Regions from separate parts of the Sus scrofa genome. Here region 1 is linked to region 2. The links are chromatin contacts, called in public promoter capture Hi-C maps. All regions are on one chromosome and are shown on one strand. The core of a region is the stretch at or near the end of the contact, and the rest is flanking DNA. Distances in the headings are between cores, read along the strand shown. Region 1 holds the start of GPATCH4 (G-patch domain containing 4). Region 2 holds the start of NES (nestin).

The links. Promoter capture Hi-C pulls out the DNA fragments that hold promoters and counts their contacts.
Region 1: a contact with region 2 is called in a promoter capture Hi-C map of fetal liver, with 2.0 times the contacts expected there. The contact joins the promoter of GPATCH4 here to the promoter of NES in region 2. A contact is called at or near these places in 1 of 5 promoter capture datasets (fetal liver) and 3 of 47 Hi-C or Micro-C datasets (embryonic fibroblasts, heart right ventricle and skeletal muscle).

The regions. Positions count from the first base shown.
Region 1 is chr4:93,481,267-93,488,558 of Sscrofa11.1, reverse strand. It overlaps GPATCH4 (G-patch domain containing 4), which reads right to left and starts at 2,194. Exons shown (of 8, transcript NM_001243353.1): 1 at 2,120-2,194; 2 at 65-203. The coding sequence starts at 143.
Region 2 is chr4:93,409,565-93,416,992 of Sscrofa11.1, reverse strand. NES (nestin) reads right to left here and starts at 4,333. Exons shown (of 4, transcript XM_005663265.3): 1 at 3,399-4,333; 2 at 2,181-2,305. The coding sequence starts at 4,181.

The DNA of each region.
Region 1 (7,292 bases), core at 945-3,444, 74 kb before region 2:
CAGAAGGATCCCTCTTCCCCAGGCAGAGGCTTGGGGGTACGTGGAAGGGGCCTGTGGGGATCACCTTGAGTCCATCCATGCTTTAGCAGCTGCTCCTCAGCAAACTTCATCCCACGACTCTTGACCTCTGGGGTGACACTCATGGTGAGAAAAGAGTCACTGTCCTCAGCCCCTCACCAGAGAAGAGGAGTTCACAGTCATCCCTTTAAGAGGAAAGGAAAAAGTGCTCAAATCCTGCAAAAAATCCATCCTGACTGCTCTTATAAGAATTCTTTCTTGCAGAGTTTCCATTGCCATGCAGCAGAAACAAATCCGACTAGGGACCATGAGGTTGCAGGTTTGATCCCTGGCCTCGCTCAGTGGGTTAAGGATCTGGCATTGCCATGAGCTGTGGTGTATGGGTGCAGACACAGCTCGGATGCTGCGTTGCTGTGGCTGTGGTGTAGGCCGGCAATTGTAGCTCCGATTAGACCGCTAACCTGGGAACCTCCACATGCCGTGGGTGCAGCCCTGAAAAAAAAAAATTCTTCCTGGAAGCAGAAACAGAGGAAGGAGGCCTGGTCCTTGAGTGCTCCCTGTCTGACCACAGAGAGGTTAATATCATCATGTTGAAAATCAAGGAGGATTAGTATTAATAATAACACCTAAATTTATGGAGATCTCACTACATGCCAGGCTGTGCTAGGGCTTTTTTTTTTTTTTGTCTTTTTAGGTCCGCACTCTTGGCAGAAGACTCTGGCCTGACACAGTGGATTAAGGATCTGGCTTGCCACAGCTGTGACATAGGTTGCAGTTGCAGCTCAGATTCTGTTCCTGGCCCAGGGAACTTCCATATGCCACAGCTGTGGCTGAAAAAGGAAAACAGAAACAAGAAACAAAAACTAAAGACTATCACTGCTGACCTGAGTCACTTAAATGAAGTTGTGTTAAGATCATTTATTACAAGCATTGCAGACCATTTTTAAAGCCAATTAATGGCACTACTGGAGTAATCCTCTAGCCTCCCCAAATGACAACTCCAAAGGCCAAAACTTTCATTTGTGTTTAAGAAGGTCTAGGAAGTATCCTAGTTTGGGGGGGTGGGGGGAAATCAGACACATCGTTAAGTCACTCCTCCCAAATATTCCGTATTAGGCCTAAGAATGATGACCAGTCTGGTTAGATAGGAAGAGGAGCAAATTTAGGATGACTCACATGTCTGTTCATATTTCTACTGTGAAGGATGGTTACCTGAAAACCTAAATGAGATCTTGAGAGTCCCAACAGAAAAACACTGAGTGAAGAAATGGCCCTATCTTGCTTCTTGATACTGCAAGAGAATTCAAGTTCAAACACTGAGGTCTTTAAGGCCACCTCGAGGCTCTGCCTCTTCTCAGAAGTTATTTCCATCAGGCCGCAGATTCAACAACAACTAACATTTCAGCATTCATTCAATGCCAGCTTCACACACATTACCTCATTTCAACAACCCTATGAGGAGGCATTTTTACCTTCATTTCCAAATGAGGAAAAGGCATTGAGACGTTTCATTACTTGTCCAAATGAAACAGCTGGTAAGTAGCAGATTTAAGATCTCAGGCATCCCAGAACTGACATTCTTAATCACTAGGGTCCTCAGTCTGACAGCCATTAGTGCTTTACACTGTAGGACTTTACCACAGCTTGTCCCTCTTCACAGTAATTCGAAACTATATGCCCTGGTTTTACTCCCCAACCCCGGTGCTTCTAATGCAGCTCCGAGAACAGAGAATGCGTTCCGTCGTTATTCGCTGAACTGAAGGACACAGGTGGAAACTGCCTTAACAGAATGGATAACTGTGGACAAAAGCAACTAGATCCCAGGCTCTGCGCCGCAGTCTTTGTGAAGGCAGCGACTGCACGTTCAGGAACTGTTTTCTCTCCAGTTAACCTGAGTTTTCTGGAGAAGGGGCCCAGGTCCACAATTTTTAGAGCAGATCCAAACAGCCAGCTACCGTTTCCCTAGACCTCCTTCCTCTTGAGATCTAAATTCTAGCCCTCCTACCGCAGTTTCGCTTTGGTGAAACTACTTTCCTGCTCTCACATTTGCTTCTGAGCCCGGGCTCCGACAGCCACCGTCTGGGGGACTACAGCTCCTTACCGTCATTTGCAAGGTCCTCTCCGCAAAAACACATGCCAGCGACATCTTGCGCGCCGCCATCTTCCCGGAAGTGCGTTTCAGTCCTTCTAGGCGGTGGAAACCATAGAGATGCTCGCGGGAAGCAAAGTCGCCGTGGTCCTCCGGAAAGTACTTTTGCGTGGCCCACGTACTTGTATGGTTGTCATAGAAACTCAGCCCCAGAGCGCGCCCAGTTCTAGAGATTTGGGAGGTGTCCTGCTTCTTCCCTGTAGGCCCTGAGCGGCCACGGGACTTCACCCCTAACCGGCTCACTTGGGATCCTGATCCTTCCGTCTGACACCGTCTCGTCCCAGACACAAATAGGAGGAAGGAAAACTTTAGGGGGAAGCACCGAGAGTGGCCTGAGAGGTTCGTAGAGGCAGAGGAGGTAGTACCTCTGAGGTGGTTTGGGGGGATGAATACTCAGCCTGTGGGAAAACAGTTATTTATAAAATCCTAGAGAAGAGAAGTTTCAGTAGGTTTATCACGTTTTGACTCACCACCGTATGCCAGGACCTGCCCCTTTGGTACCAGTGATTCAAAGATGCATAAGACTCGAGCCCTAACTTCGGGGAGCACCTAGTATAGCCCAAGCAAAGTTGGGACCACGAGTGGGACTGAAAAGAGAGGCAGGATCCTGGAATCCATACCAGGCTGAGGTGTTTGGACTTGCCTTGTCAAGTATGAGGATCCCTTGATCAGAGGAGGGAAAGAACCTACTGCCAGGAAATCAACAAGAGAGGCTGCACACGCTCTCATTACCACAGACTGTTCCAAGGCTTAACTAAGCCACCCAAGAATAAAATCTGAAAAGAAGAATCCCTCGTTTTCATTAATTCACAGTAACTTAGTGCTCCTGCCCCACCTCCACCCCCCCCAGAACTTCAAAGGCTATTTCCTAGTAAAACCTTGTAATAATTGCTCAGTCTTTCATACTCCCTCATCCCCATAAGATTTTTTTCCATAAAAACTAATTTTACTTTTTTTTTTCTTTGGTCCTTTTTTTTTTTTTGGTTTTTTTTTTGTTTTTTTAGGGCTGCACCCAGGGCATATGGAGGTTCCAAGGCTAGAGGTCTAATCAGAGCTGTAGCTGCCAGCCCATGCCCCAGCCACAGCAACACAGGATTCGAGCAGTATCTGCAGCCTACACCACAGCTCAAGGCAACGCCAGATCCTTAACCCACTGAGCAAGGCCAGGGATCTAAGCACAACCTCATGGTTCCTAGTCAGATTCATTTCCGCTGTTCCACAACGGGAACTCCTAATTTTACTTTCAAAATATGCTACTTGTGGGAGTTTCTCTGTTGTGATGCAGAACAAACTAACCCGACTAGTATCCATGAGGACATGGGTTGGATCCCTGGTTATGGACCTGGCGTTGCCATGAGCTGTGGTGTAGGTTGCAGACACAGCTTGGATCCTGCCTTGCTATGGCTGTGCTGTAGGCTGGCAGCTATAGCTCTGATGTGAACCCTAGCCTGGGAGCCACCATATGCCATGGGTGTGGCCCTAAGATGACAAAATAAATAAATAATATGCTACTTGGGGGAGTTCCCATTGTGGCTCAGCTGTAAGGAACCCGACTAGTATGTGAGTTCAATCCCTGGCCTTGCTCCGTGGGTTAAGCACCCAGCTTGTGGTGAGCTGTGGTGTAGGTTGCAGACCCAGCTCAGATCCCGCGTGGCTGTGGCTGTGGGGTAGGCCGGCAGCTGCAGCTCTGATTTGACCCCTAGCCTAGGAACTTCCGTATGTGGCACGTGTGGCCCTAAAAAGCAATAACTAAATAAATAAAGGGTTGTCTGTAGACCAAGGGCTAGGGGTGCAGCCCTTTTCCTGATGGGCCTCAGCATCTTGTGTGGGTATAACAAGTTCCCAGCATTTATATCACTGGCTTAGGAGAGTTGTGGCAAGGTCAGGACACACTGCTGTAGGGTAAGATGAGAAGCCCCTGACCCAAGCCAGGGCCCCTGGGAGCTTCCTGAAGGAGTCTCCCTGAGGCTGCAGACCTGTCTCTGGGGTCTCTGTGGGATGGCGAAAGAAGAAATGGGCCTCAAGGAGTTCAGAATTTCAGAGAGTCTCACACTCCTCACAAAAGTTGTGAGAAGTAAAAGTCATCACGACACGACTACTTAAAAGGAAATACTCTGACGTGCAGACATAGCAAGACCAATAGAAATAGTTACTGCAGTAATATTTACAAAGTGGAAAAATTATGAAGAATTTAAATATCCCACAACAGGAGACTGGCTAAATAAATTATAGTGTGACCATGCAATGCACTAATATGTAGCCTTACAAAATGAAATTTAGGAGTTTTTGCTGTGGCACAACAGGATCTGTGGCATCTTGGGAGTGCTGGGATGCCTGTTCCATTCCCTGCTGGCATAGTGGGTTAAGGATCTGGCATTGCCGAAGCTGTGGCTTAAGTCACAACTCCTGTTCCGATCTGATCCCTGGCCCGGAAACTCCATATGCCTCGGGGCTACCAAAAAAGAAAAGAAAAAAAAATGAAGTTTAAAGAGTCTTATTAACTTGGTGGAAATGTCTATGACTAAAATGAAAAAACAGGTACAAAATAGTTCCTATATAATAAGAGCCCATCTATGTTAAAAATTCTTAGGCAATAACATCAAAAGGAATGAAACACCAGGGAATTTAACAAAATATAAAAAAGAGGTGCAAGAGTTGTACACAAAAATTACAAAAATATTATTGAAAGAAATTAAAGACCCACATAAATGGAAAGACACCTATGTTCGTAGGTTGGAGGAATTAATCTTAAGGTCTCACAATAGGGAGTTCCCGTCATGGCTCTGTGGTTAACTAATCTGGCTAGGAACCATGAGGTTTCAGGTTCGATCCCTGGCCTCACTCAATGGGTTAAGGATCCGCTGTTGCTGTGAGCTGTGGTGTAGGTCGCAGATGCAGCTTGGATCTGGGGTTGCTGTGTCTGTGGTGTAGGCCGGCAGCTACAGCTTCAATTAGCCCCTTAGCCTGGGAACCTCCATATGCCATAGGTACGGCCCTAGGAAAGACAGAAAGACAACAACAACAAAAAAATCTCACAATACCCTCCAAATTGGTCTACAAAGTCAACACAATATTTCAAAATCTTAGCTGACTTTTTTCTTTTTCTTTTTGCATAAATTGTCAATCTGATTCAAAAATTCAAATGGAAATGCAAGGGGTTTGAAAAAGAACAATGTTGAAAGACTAACTCTTCCCCATTTCCCAAGATACTGCAAGGCTACAGTAATCCAGACTGTGGTTCTGGCATAGGCTAGACATATGGCTCAATAGAACAGAAATGAGAGTCCAGAAGTAAACCCATACATTTATGGACAATTAATTTTCTTTCTTTCTTTCTTTTTTTTTTTTTTTTTTTTTTTTTGTCTTTTTTGCTATTTCTTGGGCCGCTCCCGCGGCATATGGAGGTTCCCAGGCTAGGGGTCGAATCAGAGCTGTAGCCACCGGCCTACGCCAGGAGCCACAGCAAAGAGGGATCCGAGCCGCGTCTGCGACCTACACCACAGCTCACGGCAACGCCGGATCGTTAACCCACTGAGCAAGGGCAGGGACGGAATCCGCAACCTCATGGTTCCTATCAGATTCGTTAACCACTGCGCCACGACGGGAACTCCTGGACAATTAATTTTCAATTAGAACGCCAAGAAAATTCAATGAGGAGAAACAGTCTTTTCAATAAACGGTGCTAAGACAACTGGATAGCCACATGCATAAAAAATGAAGTTGGACACCTGCCACACTCATATGTGAAAATTAACTCAAAATGAATAAAAAGCCTAAATGTAAGAGTGAAACCTCTAAAACTCTTAAAAGAAAACATAGAGGAGTTCTCTGGTGGCTCAGTGGATTAAGGATCTGGCATTGTCACTGCTGTGGCTGGGGTTCAGTCCTTGGCCCAGGAACTTCTGTTTGCTGCGTTCATGGACCAAAAAACCCCCAAACTCAAAATCTCAAACCAAAACAAAAAAAAAAGAAAAGAAAGAAAGAAAACATAGATATAAATTTTCATAACTTTGGATTAAACAATAGTTTCTTAGATATGGCTATAAATGTACAAGCCACCAAAGAAAAAAAAAAATGGATATACTGGGGAGTTTCTATTGTGGCTCAGTGGTAACAAACCTGACTAGCATCCATGAGGACGCCAGTTTGATCCCTGGCCCATTCAGTGGGTTAAGGATCTAGTGTGGCGGTGAGCTTCTGTGCAGTTTGTAGACATGGCTTGGATCAGTCATTGCTGTGGCTGTGGTGTAGACTGGCAGCTACAGCTCCAATTTTACGACAAGCCTGGGAACTTCCATGTGCCTTGGTGCAGCCCTAAAAAACAAAACAAAGACGATAAATCGGACTTCATCAAAATTAAAAACTTTTGGGCTCTAGGAGCTCCTGTCGTGACACAGCAGAAATGAATCCAGCTAAGAACCATGAGGTTTCGGGTTCAATCCCTGGCCTCGCTCAGTGGGTTAAGGATCTGGCGTTGCTGTGGCTGTGGTGTAGACCCCTAGCCTGGAAACCTCCATATGCTGCGGGTATGACCCTAAAAGGACAAAAAGACAAAAAAGAAAGAAAGAAAATTTTTGTGTTCCAAAAGACACCATCAAGAAAGTAAAAATAAAATCTACAGAATAGAAGAAAATATTTGCAAATCATATATCTGACAAGGTTCTACTATCCAAAAATATCTAAAGAATTCTTACGACTCAACAATAAAAAGACAACACAATTTAAAATGGGTAAAATGTATTTTCCCAAAGATATACAAATAGCTAATAAAACATGAAAAGATGCCCAATGTCATTAGTCATCAGGGAAATGAAATTAAAAACCATAATTTGATATCATTTCACATCTGCTAGGATAACTATAATTTAAAAAATAAACAATAACAAGTGTTGATGAGGATGTGGAGAAATTGGAACCCTCATATATTGCTGGCGGAAAGGTAAAATAGTGCAGCTGCCTTGGAAAAGTCTGAAAGTTCCCCTAAAAGTTTTGAATTACTGTATGACTCAGCAATCCCACTTCTAGGTATATATCCAAGAGAATTGAAAATATATGCCATACAAAAACTTGTACACAAACGTTCATAGAAGCATTATTTATAGTAATAGCTAAAAAGTGGAAACAA
Region 2 (7,428 bases), core at 3,084-5,583:
CACTGTCACACAAAAGCCATGCATGGGGTTATGCTTGGCTCTGCACATGAAATCACAGAGTCACATCCCACAGATATCATATCCTTGGTCACACAGAGTCACACGCTTATTTGGGACACACACAAGCAGATTCCCACACGGTGGGTGGACAGAGTGTACACACACCCAGATGACACTTTAGATCAGTCTCCTCCCCACCCCAGGCCCATGACCTCATCCTCTGCGTGGGGGGCTGATTCTCATGCTAATGGCTGCTTTTGTCCACGCAGCCATCTGGAGGGTCTGAGTAGGGGGCTTCCCAGGGGAAGTGGGAATTCTCAGGCCGTTCCCATGGGATAGGCTCCCTCCCCCTTCCCCGGGGCCCCCAGAGCTGATCACAGACAAAAGCAAATGAATTCAGCTCCCGCTCTCCAAATCCTTTTCATGCCTCAAAACCCAGCGGTTCAGCCTGCCCAGACCCTTCCCCTCAGTGGTTTGATTGGGGGTCAAGGCCCTCATCTTGGGATCTCGAAATACTCTGGATCCCAAGGCTTTCAGGGCAATGGAGGTCTTTGTGTCCATGCCCCTGCCTCGGTGTCCCAGGGGGACTGAGGAGGAGAGGACCAAGAGGGGGAAAGAGGACCAATCAATTCAACAACTGATGCCGAACATTCTCTGGGCTCTTCTTCACCATCTTGGAGTCTGCTCAGTGTTTTTTTTTTTAATTTTTTATTTTTGTCTTTTTGCCATTTTTGGGGCCACTCCCGCGGAACATAGAGGTTCCCAGGCTAGGGGTTAAATGGAAGCTGTAGCCACCGGCCCATGCCACAGCCACAGCCACACGGGATCAGAGCCGAGTCTGCAAACTACACCACAGCTCAGGGCAACGCCGGATCCTTAACCCACTGAGCAAGGCCAGGGATCGAACCCGCAACCTCATGGTTCCTAGTCAGATTGGTTAACCACTGAGCCACGACGGGAACTCCTCTGCTCAGTGTTTTCTACAATCCCTCTCTGTCCTTCCTAATGCAGTATTGGGCTTGCTTGCTTTCTTCCTTTTTTGCCTTTTGGGGCTACACCCGAGGCAAATGTAAGTTCTAGGCTAGGGATCGAATCAGAGCTGTAGCTGCTGGCCTAAGCCACAGCCACAGGGAAGCCAGATCCTTAGCCCACTGAGGGAAGCCAGGGATGTTCAATGTCCATGTCCTCATGGATACTAGTCAGGTTCATCACTGCTGAGCCACCACGGGAACTGCAGCATCATGCTTTCTGAGCAATGTGCCCCATGGAGGTGGTGAGGTTCTTATCCTCATCCCTAGATTCTCACACTGACCTTCCCTCTCTGGGCCCGGCCGCCCCTCCCTTCCTGAACCTGCCCCAGGGCCCCTGCCTTTGTTTGCCTGTGGATTCTGGGGGCCCTGTCCTAATAGCCTGTCTAGCCCTGGCCCCCCTCTGCCAGCGTGGGGTATGCAGCTCTTCGCAGTGGCAAAGCCCCTCCTTGGGCTCCATCAGCGAATCCTCAGCTAAGCAGGCCAGTTTCTCAGAAGAAACCAAAAGCCCTAGTGGGTTTGCTCAATGCCACAGAGCGAGAGAAGTGGCACTTCCTCTTTGCCTTTCCTGAGCCAACTGGGATTGTGGTCAGTAGAAGGGCTGGAAAGGGCCAAGGGCCCTCGGGCTTGAGAGAAGTCAGGCCTCAGGACATTCAGGATGGAAGGGACCTTGGATGTCACCCAGGCCATCGCCCATCCTCCAGACAAGGAGACTGAGACCCAGGTCAGGAGGCAAGTCAGTGCCACCAGCCCGCCCCTGCAGTCCCTCCTTTCTGAGGCTGCCCAAAGACATCGCCCTCTTGGTGTGAGCACACACTCAGACCGGGCTCTTCAGCCCCCGCGGGTAACGGGCAGGGGGTGGGGGGGGTCCTGGCAGCGGATGATCCACACGTGTCCAGCCCTCTCTCTGGAGGCTGTCCCACTCAGCTATGTCACCTCTCCTTGGAGGATTTCCTGGGCAAGGAAATCTGGTCCTGAACCCACAGGGGAGCAGGGGGGCTTACACTGTGGTGTTAAAAGGAGCCTAAAATCCTAGGACCTCGTGGTGACAAAGCTGCCACCACCTGCGGCTCTGGGCCCCTTCAGCTGAGGAGTCTTTCCCTGCGGGTCGGTGTGCATCGGTGTGCCTGGTGGGTCACGGTCAACCTGTACCTGTATGTGGCCACCTCCAGGCTGAGGGACATCTTGAGGTGTGCCAGCTGCTGCCGACCTTCCAGGACCTGGGCGATCTGGCTCTGTAGGCCCTGTTTCTCCTGCTCCAGGGCCTCCACGGCCAGCTGCAGAGCAAGGCCGAAAGATAGTCAGTGAGGTGGTGGGGTCCTTACTGCCAGCTAACCTCTGTCCCCCTTGGCTGCTGCAGCAGCATCTTCTGCTCCCTGATTGACTTCCCTGCAGATCAGATTTCTGCCTGCCCCCCTCTGGAGCCTCCAGAAGAGCAGAGTGGCCCCCTCAGCCCTCTCCCACGGCCTGGCTCCTCCTCTGAGGATGCTGATTAAATGGTAGCACATGCTGCTCAGCATTCAGCTCCCACAGGAAGGGGGAGGTGAGGGAAGAGAGGCGATGGCTTACAGAGAGCAGGAGAGGGGGAAAGTGGAAGCAGAAGGAAAAACGATTAATCAAGAGGCCTGGAGCCCGCAGGACTGGAAACCAAACAGCGCTGGTCCCAGTCACTGTCTCCTGCTCCCCACACCGGGGGCCCCCACCCCACCCCCACTTCCCACATGTTCTGGAATCTTTCTCCTCGGAGAGGAGGAGTGGGGAGGTGGCCATGGTGAGACCTCTGTCTGGCCCAGGCAGGAGGCTGTTTTCTCAGCTGCTGGTCCCATCTGTGCAGTGTGAGGGGAAGCAGCTGTCCCAGGCTTCTGGAATGTGCTCAGGAGCCCAAAAGCCCTGACAAGGGAGAAGGGCTGGTGGCCCCTCATCCAGGGCCCCTCACAGCCCCTCCTGTCAAGGGGGGAGGAGGGCAGCTGGGAACTTGGGAGATCTGAGTGGCCAGACCATCAGACCCAGCGTTGAGAGGGAAAGTCCTGAGCATCTTCTGAGTGACAGGAGAGCCTAAGGAGGGGCCCAGAGGCCATCAGGGTGGGAAGGGGCCATCCAGACGGTGAGGAGGTGGCTGCAACGTCTTGGGCCTGCCTGCCCTTCCAGGGATCTGCGTTGAGACGGCTCATCCAAGCCCTACTCTAGACGGAGATGTGAACGTCTAGGCTGGTGGCACCGATCATGGCTTTCTAAGAACCGGCCCCTGAATCTGCATCTCCTCCCGCCCCCCACTTCCTACTCCCTTTCCAAGGTCTCTGAACCCCAAAGGGACTTCTCAAAGCCTCGATTTGCTCAGGCTTTCCCCACACCCCGCCCTCACTTCCTCACCTGGAACTGCTCAGTGGCCCGTAGCCGCTCCTGCCAGCGGCCCTCCAACCTCTGCTCCAGCGCAGCCCTGCGCTCCTGGAGGCCGCTGCGCTCCGCCTGAAGCTGCTGCAGCTCCAGGCGACCCTCGCGAGCGCCCTGCATCGCGTGGCCCAGGCGCTCGCGGGCCTGGCCCAGCGACGTCTCCATGTGCGCCACGCGCTCCTGGTAGCCGCGCACAGCCCCGCGCCACGCCTCGCCCAGACGCCGCGCCAGCTCCTCCACTTCGGGGGCCGGCGTGGGGGGCCCTCGGGGCGGAGCGGGGCCGCGCGGGGCGCAGGCAGCCTGCGCGTTCAGGCCGGCTAGCTCCTCCTCGTGCGCCGCGCGCAGAGCCTCCAGTTCGCGCTCCAGCTCCGCCGCCTGCGTGCTCAGCCAGGTCTGAGCGCATTTCTCGGCCTCGACAACACGCCGGCTGCGGGCCACCTCCTCCGACGTCCGCTCCCGGGCCAGCCGCAGCTGCTGGCACCGGCCCGCCACGCCCTCCACCTCTTCAGCCAGGTTGTCGCGCGCCACCTCGGCCGCGTGCTTCTCCAGCCAGCGCTGGTCGACGAGGGCCCGCAGGGCCGCCAGCTCGTCGTCGGCACGGGCCCTCCAGGAGGCGACCCCGGACTGTGCCCGGAGACCCTTGAGCTCCGCGCTGAGCAGCTCATTCTGCTCCTCTAGCGCCTTGACCCGGGCCAGGTAGGCCTCCAGGCGCCGGTTGAGCTCCCACATCTGAAAAGATTCCTCCCCCAGGCAGCCCTCCATCCTGCTCGTCTGACCCACCGAAGGTGGAGGGACGCAGAGCACCAAGACGGGCCAGCAGCTCTCAAAGCTTTTAGGACGAAAAGGAAAAGGAGACGGATGGGGACAATGGCGGGGCGGGGCAAGAAGCAGCCGGAGCGACTGAGAGTCGGGAGTGGGAGCGAGGCTATTCATACTCCCGCCAGGCTGGCGGGAAAAGGGGCGGGACCCAGGCCTTAACCCCTTAGGGTTCAGAGAAACTGCGTCCGCCTCTATCCCCTTGGTCCTGTGTGCTGGAGAGGAGAACGGAGCCAAAGGAAAAGCCACGCCTGGAGAATCCGATCCGATGGTGGTGGCTTTCTGGGGTGGGAGGCAGTGAGGAAGGGTCATAACCCCAGATAAAAGCAGATTATACACGGAACTGAGGCTGTGGAGGAAGTGCCAGGGGATTCAGGCCTGGGAAGGGGTGCCAGTCTCAGTTACTCAGCGCACCCAAGAGAGGTATCATTTACTGAATTCCTCTAAGCCTCAGTTTCTTCATGCATAAAATGGGAACAATAACGGAACTCTCATGGGACTGCTGAAAGAATAGATGACGTTTTTCATAAATAGCAAAGGCTCATCCTCCTGAAATACTGGAAGAAGGCAGCATCGAAGAGAGTTTAGAAAGACATTGCCTGGAAAACAAGAAAAAAAAAATGCATTTGCACGTGCACCCTATTTCCTCTGTCTCTATCAGGAAACGGAGAGAGCAGGCAAAAGCGTTTCCCCCATTATTCCCCTCATCCGTCCTACTCTTCTGTCATATAACCTGAGGTTCGCAAACCTACTTTCTAGGTAATCGAAGGCCTCCCCCAGCTCTCAGGGAAGGACACCCCACCTTGTCTTCGGTGTCGGAAATTTTTGGGTCGAGGGCGCCCCCTGGTGGCTGACAGACTAGATCGAGACGAGGAAGTAGAAGCAGCACAAGGAGCCCGGATTTATTGAGCGTTTGTAATACGCAAAATCACGTTCAAACATTTTATTTACGTTATCTGACTGAATCCTCAAAACATCCCTGAAGGCGGGAGTAGTTAGGAAGGGCTTCTGGAGGAAGAGAGGTCCTCGAACTGGGTAGTGAGGGAGGTGGAATTTGGGGTTTGTAGAGTGAAGGGGCGCAGGCTCAGAGAGGAGTGTCAGGGATAATGAGAGCGCGAAGGGATCTTTGGGGAAGGAATTTATGCTCATGAAAGTCCAATTTAGCGCTCCAAGTGTTGGATGAGACCTCTTATGTCTCAGCACTGAAAGAATTCATAGTTTGGTAACATGAGGGCAAGAGTGACAGGTGCTCATAGTCTGGCGGTGAGGTCAACGATAAGGTTATCATGGAGTTCTCGTCATGGCACAGTGGAAACGAATCCGGCTAGGAACCACGAGATTTCGGGTTCGATCCCTGGCCTCGCTCAGTGGGTTAAGGATCCAGCATTGCCTTGAGCTGTGGTGTAGGTCACAGACGTGGCTCAGATCCTGAGTTGCTATAGCTGTGGTGTAGGCCAGCAGCTGTAGCTCTGATTAGACCCCTAGCCTGGGAACCTCCATATGCCACAGGTGCGGCCCTGAAAAGACAAAACAAAACAAAACAAAACGCCAATAATTTTGTCCTAATACTTAGCACCTGAGGTGTCCACAGAGACCTGGGGGAGCACAGAGAATGGAGAAGGTCCTCTGGGTACAGCAGGGTCACTGACCAGGAGGCTGTCCCACCAGGCCAGCTGGGCTTTGGAGTTCACTGCTAGTATGTGGAGAGGAAGGGAAGGACCAGTGGGCGTGGAGTGGAGGGATCGACTGAGACTTAGCGTGAACCAGGAGACTGAGGCTTCTCCATCCCCACCTTGCTTCACAAATCCTGCCCTTTGGTTTGGGCAGGGGCGTCCCAAGAGTTGTGTCCAGGAGAGCTGACTTGGGGTCTCTCCCTCCTCTTTCTTTTCCTGGCTGTAGGAAGAGAGAAGCCGAATACTAGAGATGTCCTGGGAGCCTTGAGGGGGTCCCCTGGAGACGGGGGAGTGGCAGTGGGGTGAGGAGCACCTCTTCCGGGCCCCTCACTCTTACCCAGAGGGGAGACATTTGGCGCTGGTCTCATGCAAGAAGTACGAGGTCTGACTCTTACACATTCTAGCTGAAGGACCTTAGACAAATTGCAGAGATTCTCCAGCTGAGCCTCAGTTTACCTTTTTGGTGAAAGAGATTAATACTTACCCATCCCCAGGCATTGGTTCTGAGGATCAAACAAGACCAGGTAGGAGTTCCTGTCATGGCTCAGTGGTTAATGAATCTGACTAGCATCCATGAGGATGCAGGTTCAATCCCTGGCCTCTCTCAGTGGGTTAAGGATCTGGCATTATCGTGAGCTGTGGTGTAGGTCGAAGACAAGGCTCGGATCTGGTGTTCCTATGCCTCTGATGTAGGCCAGCAGCTACAGCTCCAGTCGATCCCTAGCCTGGGAAGCTCCATATGCCAAGGTCACAGCCCTAAAAAGATGAAAAGAGGAGTCCCTGTCGTGGCTCAGAGGTTAACGAATCCGACTAGGAACCATGACGTTGCGAGTTTGATCCCTGGCCTTGCTCAGTGGGTTAAGGATCCGGCATTGCCGTGAGCTGTGGTGTAGGTCACAGATGAGGCTCGGATCCAGCGTTGCTGTGGCTGTGGCATAGGCCGGTGGCTACAGCTCCAATTAGACCCCTAGCCTGGGAACCTCCATATGCCATGGGAGCGGCCCTAGAAAAGGCAAAAAGACAAAAAAAAAAAAAAAAAAAGAAGGACCTCAAGGGTTGGAATTAATCCCAGGAGAAGATGGCCAGATGGTGAGGGAACTTGGAATAATGTTTGATGGAGACTTTCTGAATCTACTTGAGTCTCGGGATCACAGCTAAGTTCTGAATCTAAGAATAACAGCCTCTGAGCATCACACACATTCTAAAGAAAGCTGCCATCCTGAAGGCCTTACCCTTGCCCCAGTCCCCAGGAGAGAACTGCAGCGGAGAGCGAGGAGGATGCCCGAGACACCACTGGAATGCGGAGCGGCCATCCCTGGAGGGGAGGCTGCTGCTTCCCTTCCTCTGCTCAGAGGGGAAGGGTGATACCCTCCCAGGTGAGTGGTCTCAGACTTCAACAGGGATGATGCCTCAAGGCTGGGCATCCGCCCAAAGGGCGCATCGGTGTCTCATTCCTGAACAGCTGCTTTTAGGGCAGGGGCTTGCTCATCTGCCCTCTGGGCCTCACTGAGACAGGAGGG